Regions from separate parts of the Hordeum vulgare genome. Here region 2 is linked to region 1. The links are chromatin contacts, called in public Hi-C maps. All regions are on one chromosome and are shown on one strand. Each heading gives the region's core, a stretch centred on a gene start, on an enhancer-like site or on the middle of the called end of the contact. The rest is flanking DNA. Distances are from core to core; before and after follow the strand shown. Region 1 overlaps LOC123395488. Region 2 has its middle 21 kb from the start of LOC123398204.

Region 1 (3,133 bases), core at 354-2,853:
CCTAGTGTTACACACAAGAAAAATCTTCTCGTGGCTGTAACTTGTTCTTATGCATTACTGTTTTTTTATAAACTAGCTAGCTGTTGCCTGCAGTGCAAATTTGCTTTCCTGTTGGTGACTCCAGTGAGTTTGTCAACAGTCATGAGCTCAAGTGTCATGTAGGTGATTTGCAACTCTGGTTTGGCCTAGCATTTAGTAAACTAAATCCTGAGTAACAGGTATGGTGATAATAGTGAGTGTAAACTGAAGACAGTCAAACACTTAATGTAAAAATGTTGTTGTTTCAAATTTTGTGGTACTATAGTACTAGGATGTTTGTTGAAGTGGTGGACACATATAGCAGGATGTGGGACAACCTGCGGGTGTCCCACCTACAGGCTGAGTCTCTGAGCAAGCGAAGCCAGATGTTAAGCTAGGCACAGGACAGTGACTTAATTTGATGACTGCTACTGCTGCACTGGTGTTCTCCGTCTCTGGTCACTGATTTGTTCCGACGGATACGTAAAGGATGTGCCTCAAGGACCTTCCCTTCCACCAGCCTATACCATACCAACATAGCGCCTTTTTTAGTATTTTTTTAGAACTATTACCTTTTTTAGTGTCTTTTTTAGTCGATCGCTTGGACTTGGAGCTTGTATCACGGTGCCGCGGAGGGTTATGTTCCCCGAATTGAGATGTAATACAATAGCACAATTGGACTGGCACAATACAGTAGCGTCGCACATGTCTTCCTGTTTTTTTTAATCTGTTTTACATGGTTTGTTTGCTTGTTCTTTTTCCAATATCTTTCCTCACTTATTTTGTTTTCTTTTTTTAGTAACAAATGTCTAGTTCTTTTCACACACTATATCTATTTTTGTACACATCAGGACCATTATTTATACAAGTCTACCATTTTTCAGATACATGATTACCATTTCTTCAAATAAATATTTTAATTTCTTATTTATTTTCGTATATGTTGTATTTTTTATGCATCTGAAACATTATTTGTATTCATGTTTATTATTTTTCAAATACATTATCAACTTTTTTTAAATGCATGTTTTAATGTCTACTTTTTTCATACAAATTGCAACATTTTGACTACACATCTGAAACAATATTTTTAAACACGCACAACATTTTCCAAATACATGATTAAAATATTATTTCAAATACATGCTATGATGTTTATTTCTTTTCATACACGTTGTACATCTTTCTTATACATCTGAAAGACTGAAACGTATATATTTTTCGAGTATAAGATTTTTCAAAAATGTCACATGTATTCTTTGAAACAAATGAAGTTTTTTAAATGTCATTCACATTTCTTTAAGGCTACCAATACTTTTTAAAATACATGCTTACAAAAATTATATACTATTTTTTTCCAATTTATGGTGGACATTATTAACTTTAGGGAATATATATATTTATACATAAAAAATGAAAATAAAAAAGGAGGAAAAATAACACAGACGTGTGATTTGCGTGTGGGACAAAGAAGTCACGCAACTCCCTAGCACCATGGGGCGGCTGGCCCATATACAGAAGGAAGGGTTGTATGTGATCCGTCTTTTTTTACCATGGAAACAGTAGGAGACCCTTCTACTCCATTTTGGAGAGTCACTGTTCGACGCCCACAGGCGGCGTCCAATAGACGCGCTGACGTACAGGGCGTGCGCAAATGACCGGCCCTGTAAGAGGAACTGTAGCGACAGAAGTACTGTAACAGTTGTTTGGCTGTAGCAAACCAATTTTTTTTTATTTTCCAAAATTGGGGTTTAATGTTTATTTTGAACCTCTTATTTTTACATAGTTTTATGTAATATAATAACATTAATAGTATATGGTTAACATTTTTCAAAAATACACTGAAATTGATTTTATAATACAGTGAACTTTTTTGTAATATATGGTTGACATTTATCAAAAACGCACTGATCATTTTACTAAATACAGAATGAGTATTTTTTAATAAAGTGAACTTTTTTTGTAATACATGTTGAACATTTCTAAATACACATTGAACTTTTTCGTAATGTAGAATGAACCTTTTTTTAATACATGTTGAACTCTTTGTATTATATGATGAAAAATACACTTAAAACTTTGTAATGCATGGTAAAAAATCATAATACATGATGAAGTATTTTGTAAATATATGGCAACATTTTCATAATATATGATGAACATTTTTCTAATACGCGGTGGATATTTTGTATAATACACAAAAAACAGCAAAAAAGATAAACAAAAGGAAAAAATAAAGCAAAACGGAAAAAACAGTAGAAAACTATAACGTGGAAGAAGATGAAAAAAACGAAAGAAACAATAGCGAATGAAGTAACAGCATGAACCGTGTAGTCGGTCGGTCCAACTTGCTTTAATGTCTGCATTTGCTTGATAGTTTGACGCCCATGGGCGGCAAATAGAAATCGGCTGCATTTTGCTTTTCTATCTCAAAAGAATAAGTATATATTTACATGTGAAGTCCTCACACACCACTTTGGGTGTGTGGAAAAAGGTAAAGAAGTGGCTACACTAGTAGGTGGTGTTCAGGTATGCACACACGTAAAGGTAGTCATAAACTGCTCCTTTTCTTCTTCAGAGACTCTAAATCTCAGATTGAAGAAGTCTTGGTTAAATCTTTCCTTCCACGAGAAGAAAGTTGTTGGTATTGCATGGAAATAATTGTTATTACGTTCCTTTCGAAGGCTCAAGGCCGCCACTAGAAGATGTCCATGAACATGCCCCTCCTCCACTTGTTTTTTCTAGCCTCAACAATTTGTAGTATATCCCCAATCGGTGGTCACTGAACATCCAGAGATTGCCAACATGCTAGGCTAAAGGTGCATTGAATGAACAGATGCTCAACTGTATCTTCACCGTGTGTTTCACACAGAAGACAATCCAGGTTGTTTCCATTGTCGTAGTGTCTCTGTTTGAGTATGTTTCTAGTGTTTATTTTGTTGGAAAGGAGGAGCCATCCAAAACCCCTAAGTTTGGGGGTGCTCTTGGACTTCCATAGCCATTTGAAGGCCTCGTGCACTATTACATCTTTCAAGTAGTAAGCATAGTACGCCGCTGCCTTGAATTCATTCGCCTCCCAGATGTAGGACCATTTGTAATTGCTGAATCTTGAAAT
Region 2 (3,032 bases), core at 494-2,993, 370 kb after region 1:
CACAACAATTTGACATTATGGATTTTGATATATTTATCTATAAATTTAATTAAATTTGAAAGATTTGATATTTAAAAAAAATACCCTCTGTAAATAAATATAAGAGCATTTAGATCATTATTTTAGTGATCTAAACATGCTTATATTTCTTTACGGGGAAGTAATACACATTGTATTTAAAAAAAAGATTACTTTTTTTAATCTAACGACGCAGCTAAGCATGCCCATTCCTTCTACTCCCTTCGTTCCTAAATATAAGTCTTTTAAGCGATTTCACTAAGGGACTACATACGGAGCAAAATGAGTGAATCTACACTCTAAAGTATGTCTATATACATCCGTATGTAGTCCTCTAGCGGAATCTCTAAAAAGACTTATATTATGGAACGGAGGGAGTAGTTTTTATGAATGTACACTTGCAAAAGTCTAAAATAGTGAGAGCATCTATATAAAGTCAAGATTTAAATCCAGGTCGATGGGTGTGTCATCGGGAAAAATCTAACGAACTACGCTATGTTTAGTTGGCAACGTCAAGATAAAATATAGTATAACCCACGTTTTTTGTGAAGTCAAATCCTTTTTAAGTTCGCCAAATTTGTAACAAATGGCTTTGTAAATTTTAGTAGACTTGGGTAGTTTTTGAAATCTCGATCCATTACAAAAGTAAAACTTTAGTTGAGTTAAAAGTATTTGCATACATTTTCTGTTAAGCCGAAATTGAACTTTTCTGAACTTAATGAAGACCTAACTAAATCTCAGCCGATTTAGACATAAACAAATCCTTATATTAATAAATCGACATGTATAATGTGATCCATTTTTTACATTGTGTAGAGAGATGATAGGATGCAACACACATGTATTCACGGGCATCCAGTGCCAATATATAAGATGTACAAAAGGTCATCATGTTGAGGACTAAGCCGAGATTAACGTACATATGTATACACGACTACATAGACTAGGGACCCAACACATTGTTCTTTGTAAGGCTGATCATAGTGAGAGTATCATATAGTAGCATCATATGATATTATTGTATGATACTATCTTTATAATGCATAGTATCATAACCTAGTATCATAGATGATCTTATTTATTAACATGCATGACACATAGTAGCATATCATTTAACATGTTACGGTTTCTACCTATGTTACTCTAACCTCCTTTTTTTTAAATGTCTGTCACATCAGCATGTTTGCTAGTTAGAAGTACATGATACTACTTCCTCCATCACAGTTTATAAGGCATGCACGTGTACCTAGGTCGTCAATTTGACTTATATAAAATATATTATTTAACATAAAAAAATTATATCATTAAAGATGGAACATCTAAAGTTTTTAATGATATATTTTTTGTAATATATGTTTTTCATTAAGTTGGTCAAATTAACGTCCTAGATACACGTGTCGGACTTATAAACTGAAACGGAGGGAATACCTAAGTTACTTTCACTATGACCAGCCTAATGTTCTTTTTCCCTTTCGATTAGCAAACTGAGAGGAGAAGAGCGCGTTCAAATTTCCACACCGAAAGGGCGCTGTTTTCGTGGAAGATCACATGAGCTTAACACAAACTACAGTACAAAAGTGTCACCGTTGTATTTGTCTCCTGGACATGGCATGGTTAGTCATTCTGCATTTTTCTGCCGCCTCCATCGCACCACTCGAGTGCAAGGCAGGACGACTGCCTGGGAAAGAACAAACCGCGTGGTTTCCTGACAACTGTCTGAGGGCTTGCCTTCCAATCAGCTGAGAAGGTCCGTTTAGTTTAGTTGATTGATGCACAGTAGCGACGGCTTGTACAGTCGAGGCCACGTGGCACATGACGCGTCTCGTCCGTTCCTATGCACGCCAAGCTGCCTCCTATAGTAGGAGGTGATGAAACGCATTGACAAAATTCTACGCGGCTCTCCCCGGAGATGAAGGTCATCCGACTGCAAAAGTAGGCCCGTGGAAGCTTAATAAAGAATGCTGATTGGGGCAAACGAGGAGATACTTTATGCTTAAATCTTAGAGTATTAAGGACCATGTAATGTTTGATGCATAAGATTGACAATTAAGGAGATTATTTTCTTAGAAAAGAAGGTTAAACCCACGGCCTCTGCATCAATCGACGCATGCAGCCATCTTTATTAATTATTTCACAGAGGTCTGACAAAAACATACATCAATCTATTCGAAGTCATCACTCACATCTATAAAGTCGATAATATGGAGTGCTCTCACTCCCCTATATCTAAAATCGGTGTCATCGTCAATCCACCCACATAACGCATCGGGACAAACAGCCGGTGCAGCACACCTAAAACGCACCGTTTTAGAAGCCGTCGTCATCATCGGTCCACTGACCCATCTTCAGGAGAGAGATCCGCATCATGCTTGCCAGTCCGAACATTCGTCGACGCCACCACGACGCCCAACGACGCTACCGCCATGCGGTCATCCGTTCAAACGCGAAGATTCTGAAATAACTGTCGTGCGTAGCACCCGCCAATCAGGCATCACTCAACATAGCACGTGTCGGACATGCTTGACTTGACAACTCCACCAAAACGCTATGCAAGACGAAACCGCTCCACCTTCTGCCTCTGTCATCCAGCGCTGCTCCACAAACGATGCTTCCAAGAGAGAAACAGCACCGCGGTGCCGCCATCGTTCGATCTGGAAGACTAGATCCTACGTTTTCCCCCGAAGCAGTGCCCACCACCACAAACTGTCAAGGACCCATATAGTGCCCACCACCACTCAACCCTCAAGGCGACGCCTTTAGGAAGGTCAGGACGTCACCGCTGCCCACCGGAGTTAGGGTTTTCACCCGCGAGGCACGGAGGTGGGAAGTGGAGGAGTAGGCGTAGACCGACGTATCCAAGAAGAACAGTGGCGCCCTTGAGTGTTGTCATCGGCGGGGCCAGCCGGGGCCAACCAAGGGGTTTCCCCCAATCTGGATCTTCCTCCACCAGCTTCATCCGCGACCACACCGGCACCGCTAGGACCCCGCGTGTAGGATCGAAAGTATGTCTAGAG

Evidence for each region. Hi-C and Micro-C count contacts between places; a contact is called where the count stands out from the background.
Region 2: a contact with region 1 is called in a Hi-C map of leaf, with 2.7 times the contacts expected there. The contact joins two enhancer-like sites. A contact is called at or near these places in 2 of 6 Hi-C or Micro-C datasets (leaf and seedling).

The regions. Positions count from the first base shown.
Region 1 is chr5H:108,057,703-108,060,835 of MorexV3_pseudomolecules_assembly, forward strand. It overlaps LOC123395488, which reads left to right. Exons shown (of 2, transcript XM_045090493.1): 2 at 344-905. The coding sequence ends at 390. Among protein-coding and RNA genes, the nearest start is that of LOC123395488, 32 kb to the left of the region's middle. Within about 2 kb of position 1,604, at least 2 of the 3 cell types and tissues checked have open chromatin away from gene starts, as enhancers often do. A contact at or near this core is called in leaf, where this site is marked.
Region 2 is chr5H:108,429,613-108,432,644 of MorexV3_pseudomolecules_assembly, forward strand. No RefSeq gene overlaps it. Among protein-coding and RNA genes, the nearest start is that of LOC123398204, 21 kb to the right of the region's middle. Within about 2 kb of position 1,744, at least 2 of the 3 cell types and tissues checked have open chromatin away from gene starts, as enhancers often do. A contact at or near this core is called in leaf, where this site is marked.